3 separate regions of the Drosophila melanogaster genome follow, and regions 1 and 2 are each linked to region 3. A link is a contact called in public Hi-C data. All regions are on one chromosome and are shown on one strand. The core of a region is the stretch at or near the end of the contact, and the rest is flanking DNA. Distances in the headings are between cores, read along the strand shown. Region 1 holds the start of lncRNA:CR44415 (long non-coding RNA:CR44415). Region 2 holds the start of Sema1a (Semaphorin 1a). Region 3 holds the start of Hnf4 (Hepatocyte nuclear factor 4).

Evidence for each region. Hi-C and Micro-C count contacts between places; a contact is called where the count stands out from the background.
Region 1: a Hi-C map of the Kc167 cell line shows a contact between it and region 3, with 3 times the contacts expected there. A contact is called at or near these places in 11 of 107 Hi-C or Micro-C datasets (the Clone 8 cell line, the Kc167 cell line, the ML-DmBG3-c2 cell line and 3 more).
Region 2: a contact with region 3 is called in a Hi-C map of the Kc167 cell line, with 4 times the contacts expected there. A contact is called at or near these places in 3 of 107 Hi-C or Micro-C datasets (the Clone 8 cell line, the Kc167 cell line and wing imaginal disc) and 1 of 7 datasets of targeted methods (the Kc167 cell line).

The regions. Positions count from the first base shown.
Region 1 is chr2L:8,886,602-8,889,735 of dm6, reverse strand. It overlaps lncRNA:CR44415 (long non-coding RNA:CR44415), which reads left to right and starts at 1,708. Exons shown (of 1, transcript NR_133073.1): 1 at 1,708-3,134.
Region 2 is chr2L:8,540,618-8,543,772 of dm6, reverse strand. Sema1a (Semaphorin 1a) reads right to left here and starts at 1,626. Exons shown (of 22, transcript NM_135399.5): 1 at 1,561-1,626. It overlaps CG17834, which reads right to left. Exons shown (of 6, transcript NM_164827.2): 6 at 2,334-3,155. The coding sequence ends at 2,537. tRNA:Asp-GTC-1-4 (transfer RNA:Aspartic acid-GTC 1-4) reads left to right here and starts at 2,150; the gene lies at 2,150-2,221. It overlaps tRNA:Asp-GTC-1-5 (transfer RNA:Aspartic acid-GTC 1-5), which reads right to left and starts at 2,012; the gene lies at 1,941-2,012.
Region 3 is chr2L:8,708,259-8,711,030 of dm6, reverse strand. It overlaps Hnf4 (Hepatocyte nuclear factor 4), which reads left to right and starts at 1,420. Exons shown (of 8, transcript NM_164834.2): 1 at 1,420-2,545. raw (raw,) reads left to right here. Exons shown (of 9, transcript NM_080050.3): 8 at 1-304; 9 at 441-1,151. The coding sequence ends at 596.

The sequences.
Region 1 (3,134 bases), core at 459-2,958, 180 kb before region 3:
GAACTTGAAAATCTTATCGTTAATGTCTTAATAATGCTGTTCAACTCAGGAAATACGGATCCAAGAACCGCAGAAGGGAGCGACATTAAAAGTTGTCTACGAGGGTTCTCGATCGGTGGAATCACGAACAGATGATGATGGTGCCACCAAAGGGCCTTCAAACTGACACTTAAACGTTGGTTTCTTCTAGATGGGCGTCTACATTTATCATTTAGCTATAAAAACATAATTCGTAGGGGGCAGCTGCTGTCAGATCTGGACTTCCTTATGGCTATCGGTGATCCATTGTGCGTTGAGATCGTAAATCGAAGCGAATCAAAGCACATTACAATGGCATTTCTGTGACTGCGCATAATGAATGAGGAGATTATAGTTTTATTTGCTCATCAGCGCTAAAGGCTAGAACGTGATTGAATGTCCCTTGACGAAGTGCCGGACAAAGTGTTTGTGATTTTTAAAGTAATGAAGAAAAGTACACATTTTAGGTATAATACGAGATCCAGATATAACTGCATCAACCATGAGGTATTATATAGTCACACAGGCTTACGACAGTTAGAATACTTCTTAAGCCAGTTTAAATTTGGGGTTAGAAATGCATTCTTCCTGAGCAACGATCTGCCGCACAGTAAGGGTATAATAAAATCGGCGTTCTTTTTTAATTTAAATATTTAGCAAAGACCCGAACCATTCAAGCTTTCAAGCCAAGTGGCGAACCTTCGTAGAAATTAGTGGATGTTCAAACCAATTTTGTATATCTACTGTAGCATTTCAAATAAAAATACTTCTATGCCAATCGCCTTTATTTAGTCAGTATATTTGCACATGTCATTATCCTTTATAAGGATTTTGAGGGGAATCAGGCCTTGTCATCCTGATTTCTAAGGATATGTAGTCTTACACATTTGTAGAAACCGGGATGGCAACTCTCTTAATGTGTAGAAATTGTGATGGCAGCTCTAGAAATGTGTAATAATCAAAATGGCAACTCTCTTTACTTGAAGATACCGAAGGTTGCCGCCAATGTTCGTTGTTTTCAAATTGTCATGAGGGAAATTAATGAAATAATATATGCAATATTAAAGGTGCTACGTTTTTATAATTATCATTATTTTCAATATATTTATAATTTTATTAGATTTTAAATTGTACTGATACAGTTCAGCTTTTTGATGCACTATATTGCTTAGTTCGAGACAATATCTGTATCTGTAGGCAGTGCCGAACCGGTTCTATATCGCATTACCAGTCGGACATCCCCGATGAGGGACTCGGACTTGGAGTTTCGAGTCCGCCTCAGGTGTCAATGTACGTGTTGGGCAATTCTAATTAATTAATAAATTAAGAATGACAAATGATTTTCAAATGCCTTAATTAATCATTTTTAACGCACCAGCGACAGCTTTGAACGTGCGATGGACAGGTGACGCCAACCAAAATGGTCAAGGAAGGTGCCAGCGAAAATGTTTGTCCGGGCTAAACTTACGATTTCTTTTGGTGGGGATCCGGCGATAAAAGATTCATTTAGTGGTTAATTGGAAAAGTGGACAGAATACTAAATGAGTTACAATGAAATAGTTCCCTTTATAAGAAATATTTTATTCATATTACATTTTATTTATGATATTAAAATAATGTTACATGCAGTTACGGTTAATGTTTAGTTAACCTATAATACCCAAAATAAAATTACATGCGTCCGTTTATAATATTACTATAATAATCCCAAATTAACGTACTGATACATATATGAATCATTAAATGTCTCATGTAATTCCAGCAAATTTACACTGCATTCGGTTTCAGTTTTTGGCTTGATCTGAATCTGTATCCGTATCGCTTGGCTACAATCAGTTTGGTAACCGTTTAATTGGCCGACAATGGAGCTGTTTGGTCCCCGGAAAAATGTCAAGCGTGGAATGCCGGGTAAATGCGGCGGCTAATCAGAGACCGTGGCCACAAAGACAGCCGTTTGGAGTGGAGGCCAGGGCCCCATGAACATGGACCCATGATCGATTGCAGTCACCTCAACGCGAGGTGACAGTCACCGTCCGTGTCGCAGTTGACACACAGGCCACAATCGACAGTCGACTGGGCGAGGCACTTGCGATATTCCACATCCACATCGATTTCCATTTCAAATGGTAGCAATTACAAAAGGCGACCCCCGAACTATTTGACACTGTTTGCCGCTGAATGTTGATTAATTAGATCGAAGTGGACTGGCTTGGATTGGATACGATTGGATTGGATTGGATTGGCCAAGATGGCGGGGGACTCTTCTCCCTACGAGATTAGCGCATCTGGAGAGGATGGGCCCCCAAGATAAAGGTATATATATGTATATACATGTAAACCCAAATATCTGGCGTCGGCACAGCGTATTTGATCCACGATGACTAGCTTGTATTACTAAAATATGCTGAGTCTTGGTCTTCGGATTCGAACTCGTATCGCATTCGATCGCCAAACACTTTTTAGAGTAATTTCAATTTCATAATTCGTTGCGCTAATCTCGTCTTTCTCATGATCGCAGAGAACTCGCAGCTGAGTCAGTGCATCTCTTCATCCCCATCTCCACACAGATCCCAGATCCATTTCCAGCTACTTCGGATTGTGCCGCATCATGCCAATGGATCCGCTCCTCTGATTGATACATAAACACGCGCAAAACTCCTTCTCCGATCGGATCTATATCTATTTGGGTTCCATTGGCGGCATTTCTAATAGAAATGTCGAGTATCCAAAGAAATCAGAAGACTTTCGTTTTTTTCCCCGGCATACTTTTGTTGTGGGCTGCTTCTTCCGTCGGCCGTCTTTTTAACTGTCTAAGCCCTTCCGCCGCCTTTATCAATAAGCCAGCCGAGATAAGCCAACTGGCTTGGGGCGCAGGAGTCGAGCGACCCTGCTTCCTTGGCATGTCAGCTATTTTGCATAACTGACAGCAGAACCCATACCTACAAGAACGGCACATACTCAGACCTCCAGCAAACAATCAAATGCTGTCTAGTGCCAAGAGTGGGCGTTCCAGGGGGAGTTTACCGACCAAAAATGCTCTGCACAGTGGTAACGGATTAAAGGTACAGATTAAAGTTGAGCAAATCGATGCAGTAATAAATATATTATATATAACA
Region 2 (3,155 bases), core at 377-2,876, 170 kb after region 3:
TTGCCAATTGCAATTGGGCAATTTTCGGCTTTATTATTGTTGCACACAAACACTCACACTAGCTCTCGATTGCACATGTTTCTAAATTGAGCAATTACCAATTTATTAATTAATGTACACAATGGACAAATCACTTTTCACAATTGCGCGACACAAAGGTAGCGGTGCTGGAATTTGTTTATCAACGCGAAAGAAACATTTATATCCTTGTCGAATATCCGGAAATTAACAAGAAAATATCTTGAAAAATAATATTTTACAAGAAACCAAATTTCGTTTTATGCAGCGTTTCTACCGGCGATTTATCCAATATTTTTGTTTATTTATTAATGCTGTTTTCAGATATTTTCCAACCGGAGCAACAACGCGCTGCAGCAGCGCGGGCGTTAAATTTTCGAATGAAAAGGGAACTCGCACGAAAGAGAGTTCAGTCTCAAATGGCACTTTCTCTGGCGCTAGGGCATTTTCCGCGCGTTAGTGCGTTTTCCAGCGCTGACTGCGAAGTCGCGAACGGTCACTTTTTCGGTTCTCTTTTTCTCTCTCCTCTCTTCTCTTAACAGCTGGTCAACAAACAATATGCAAATTAAAAAAAAAAACAATAAGGATAATTATTTTATTGACCTAAATATTAAACTAAGAGCGTGCTACTAAAAATTTATATAAAAATTGCAGGCCATAACACCATGTTATTTATATTACCGAATTTTATTGGAAAAAATGTTGTCTATGGCAAATTGAAAACATTAAAAAATATTAATAAATTTTTATCTAAAATTACTCAAACGATAAAATGCTTGAGCTCTTTTATTTGTTCACGCAAAATTGGAAAACACATACACGGTTAAGTTTCTTATTTCATAAACATATTAGTTTCTTGTGTCCTTTAGAAGGAACACGCTTAAAGAGAAATTTTAAAATGAGAGGCTCTCTTCAATAAGCCCTCTCCTCTCACTATTTCCTTTTCGTTGACTGAAACTCCCCCTCAATATAATCGGCCGCTTTAAACTCTTATTCTCCCTCGCGATACTTAAAATAATTAATTTAGTTATTCAAAAAAAATCAAGAATATTTTGAAAATTATGGAAAATACATAGTTTCAATTCAAATAGAAAATAGAAATAATGTTTGAAATTTCCGTCGTTCCGCTCTCAGTGGGCGCGGGTGAGACTGCGCCTGTCAAGGGCGTTTGTGTACGAATTTTGAATATCAACAATCTGAGGGCACGTGTAGAAAAAAATTTTTAAAAATTATATATTAGGAGAACACTTCTATAATCAGAAACCATATTTAGTCACCAAAAATAGTTCTTCTCGAATAATAAATACGTTTGGTACCTGGTACCTAATTGAAACCTGGCAGCTCTACACTCTTTTCCTATTAGGTTCTCTCTTAAAACGCGCTCTCTGTTTTGCCGGCCGTTTATATGTATTGCTTTATTTATAATTTACAATTTAACCAATTCACTTGGACACGCTTCTTATTCATATTTGTTTAATTCACAACTTAATAAATTATTAGGGCACTCTACGAAATATATTGTTTATGTTTTTATATGAGCACCTTGCAAATAAAACAACTAGAATGTTTTGTTGTACAAACAACACACACGCCAATACGAATGAAAACTGGTCGACTAGCGTTGCCATTGGGAATTTCTACAGCCAGTGCTACCATATTGGGTGGTAAGCTAAATGGGTCCGGCTTACAGTTACCCCTTAACAAAACTTATATACCCGTTGAAATGTGTTTCATTATATATCACTTCCAGGATGACCTAATTAAATATACATGTTTGACGTTTTTTTAAGCTATATGGTGCAATTTTTTATTTTAATTTGTTGGTCTGAAACATGTATTGCATTACTTAAATTTTGAAATTAAAAAATTAAAAAATTAAATTAATAAATTAAAACAATCAACAAAAAGTAATTTTTACATCTCTCCCCGACGGGGAATTGAACCCCGGTCTCCCGCGTGACAGGCGGGGATACTAACCACTATACTATCGAGGATGTTGTCTACCCACTGTCAAACAACCGTCTCGAGCTTGCACACTGTCTTCAGAGTACAAATGGGGAACAGATGAAATTGAAACAAGCATTCACACTCCGCAAACGGAAAACCCGAGTTTGACTCACTTTGTATAACATCCTCGATAGTATAGTGGTTAGTATCCCCGCCTGTCACGCGGGAGACCGGGGTTCAATTCCCCGTCGGGGAGATAAGTGCATTTTTTTTCAAGCTCGCATTTATTTCTTTTAAAATGGTACAAATAGATATCGTTTAGATTTTTATAAAGATTTATTAAGTAGGATCTTTAATCGCTGTTTTTTGTGGTAAAATACAATTTATTTTGTAATATCAATCATTAATTCAAAATGAAGTACATCTGAATACTGAGGAATTGTTTGGACAAGGTCATTGCTTAGAAGATAATACAGAAAACGCATAAGCAGGTACTAAAGGCTAATAAATTTAAAACATTAAAAACATGGACAAAGTGATTAACAAATAAATATGTATATCTGCAGTGCGACTAGTCAACCTGCTTGCCCTCGTCGCGATTTCGTTTGAAGGACACGGAATGAATAAGTAAGGGCGGTAGATTGCCACGCAGCATCTGGAGTCGTTTGCTCTTCTCCTTCTCTGGCCGTCGCAGTTCGTCCTTGGAGGACCCGGGCGAGGCAGAGGACGAGGCCATCGATGGCGACATGGAGGCCAGTGAACTGGCGCCGGGCAGCACCTCAGAGCTCTGGGTCAATAGCATGGCAGATCGACGGAAGTAGCGCGGCATGGAGTAATCATCCTGTGTGGCCCGAGCAGCATTCGCCGTTTGAATGGAATAGAGACTCTGCGATACCCGGTACTTCTCAATAGTGGGCGTGTCCTCGTAGTTCTTAGGCAGATTACTGAACGATATCGATGGCACCTCCGGCGTCATGCTGATCTGACTGCTTCCGGTCATCGTACCGCTAATGGAGAATATATCCGTCTCACTGGCCGACGAACGGACATTCATGTGCGGAACGCTCTTGGCGGATCGCAGGATCCGTTTGGGCGTGGTCGTCAGTCCACTGGGGTTGGCCAGCAGATGAGGATGCCGGTCGATGAGGCGAGGTCGCAGCACCACCTCCTCCATGATCTCCTCCTCCTCA
Region 3 (2,772 bases), core at 171-2,670:
ACAGCAGCGTTCCTTTGTGCGCACTCGGCGAAAGTGCAGGGGCAACCAGCTGCAGCTGGAGGAGCAAGAGGAGCTGACCGTGGCCGAGGAGTCACTTAGCTGGTCCCTACCACCGGTCGCCGTTCGTCAGAGCCTGTTCAACCCATCGCTGCTCGACTCGAGTCGAGTGTTGCTCTTCGTCATCACCAACGAGACCCGTTCGCTGGCGCCCATGACCCTGGCCGCCCACTGCATTGGCCTCATGTACAATGTGGTGCTGGCGGTGCAAATGCTGCCCGAAGACTGTGTCCTGGGTGACGAGAAGGTGGGTTGTCGACGCAGTCCATTAGATAGTTATATCTTATATCTTGCTCATATATAACTATAAGCATATACAGCGAGTTCTATTCGTTCATTTTATTTGAACTTTTATTAACCAGACGTTATGTTTCTCCCTCCAGCTGACTGTGGCGGCCATCAAGGACTACAATCGCGGACGGTCGTACCTGATCGACTTGGCCAAGAGGCAGGGTGTGCCCGTGTTCAGCGACATTCGGGCAGCCCTCGAGTGCACCGTGGCCAAGGTGAAGGCGTACAACAACCGCGACCGCTGCTAAATCGTACCTGTATTTAAGTTCCAGCACGTGACAATTTAAGCTTATCTTTAAGTCTAAGGATTAGTGCAATTTACGTTCTACTCTTAACCCCCACTAACTTAAATGGTGTCTGATCGTATTCGGAGAACACTCTTCTACCTAGTTAACGCTATACGTAATATTATATAGATGATACAAATAACAAGTGTAAAACCACTAAAATGTCGTCGCCCAGAGAGCGCATTTCATAACCTTATGGAGAAAGTCTTGCATTCAGCTCCACTCTCTCTATGATCGCTATAAGCTATTTGCTTTATGCTAATTTATTATTTATTTAACACCATACGCGTGGTACATGTGCTAAATTAAATGTAAATATTCGAACGTGTACAATTCTTAGTGCATATATGTACAATGAAACACCAACTAAAATATATATATATATTATAATCATAGTGAGCATTCAGATCTAAAATAATATCTATATAAAAGCCCCATCATGTATATGTATACCCATAGTGACCCACTGTACCAGTTAGCTGGCAAAAAATATCTCAATAAACCAATTTTTCTAACATTTGATTGGAGAAGTTTTTTTTGGTATTGAACACTTTCTTTATATAATTTGAATATTCTTTGGAAATGGAGATTACTGTTACCTAGTAATTATAATACACATATATTTTAAACGATAAAATTTTGAATTTGAATAGTGCGCGCAGTAATTAGCTTTCGCAAGTGTCAAAAAAGCTTGGCAATCCAAGCGTAGTGCTACCAGATCGTATGTTTTTATCACAGTCTGGCAGCCCTCCACCGCGATCACTGAAAATTGACGTGATGGAAAGTCACACGCACACCACAGCAATTGCACTTTTACTCTCCGCGAATCGCTTTGTTGCTATTTTCGCGTGACTCCCTTTTGAACTTTGCCAAACAGAATATTAGCAACAAAATGTGATATTATCGCATCTTGTTTTGCTCACGCGTTTTCCGCTTTTCGCAACGGCTGTGTACTGTGCGTTGATGGTGCCATTTCCAATTTGTATCTTTCGTTCGATTTGGCGACTTTGATTTCAGTCGCCAATCGTCAATCGCTGCGCCGGGTTCTCTTCTCCACCAGTTTGAATTTGAACGTGGGTGTGCGAGTGTGTTTGCGTGAGAGAGCGGGTTCAATCAACTGCAGTTTGCAAGTCGAGCACATTCCCCGCCCCTCTCCCTACAAAAAACACCACATTTATGCAATTAATGCATATTAAACTTATAAAGTGAACGGAATTTTTGTTTGGCAAAAACAACTACGTAACAGCCATGTTCTAGTGTGCGTGTGCGAGGCAGAGAGCTAGAGAGAGAGAGAGAGAGGGAGAGAAAAAAGAGAGAGTGATAAGTGAGCGCTTTTGTAACGGAACACAGAAGCCGTAGTTGAATTCCAGTGACGTTGGAAGAAACAACTGCAAAAGGCAAAAACAAAGACAATGTTTATAAGCTGTATATTCCGCTTTGATTGATATAAATGAATATATGCAGTGCGCCAGTTATACAACTGCCCTGCAAAAGTCACTCATTAAATAAAAAACGCCCGAGATGAATTTCACAGCGGCGGCAACAAGTGCAATAATAGTAAAAAATCAAAAGCCAAACAACGAAATCTCTCCCAAAAAAACGAAGAAGCGTGTCGCGGTGCCAAAAAGAAAACAAAAATAGAAAAATACACAACAAAATAATACGGAGAAACGTTAATTATAACGAGCCACAAAATCGCATAAAGAAATCAACAAGTGTGTGTCTGCCTTTTTTTCCATATTCGCTTTCATTCATGCGGTCAACTCAACAATAACAACTCAAAATAGCAACAACAACAATAACAATATCAACAAGAGCAGCAGCAGTCGCTGATAAAAGCCCTGCAGCTAAAACAACAACAAAACAACAAAGATAGTTAGAAAGAACATCGTCTGGCCATTGAGCTTTAAGTAAGTTTATTGAGTTCTTAGTTACTGCCTTCAAGTCGCTTAACTCAACCAGTTGCCAACATTGGCTACGACTATTTGCTTAGCATTTGAGTAGGACAAGCTTTTCGGCTTAATAAACAGTGCGTTGCAAAACTGTAATGATGGGGATCCTAATCTTAAACAGTATACGAAGTATTGGCATCAAGTGGATAATATCACAAATTTACAAAAAAATTATATAAAATTTT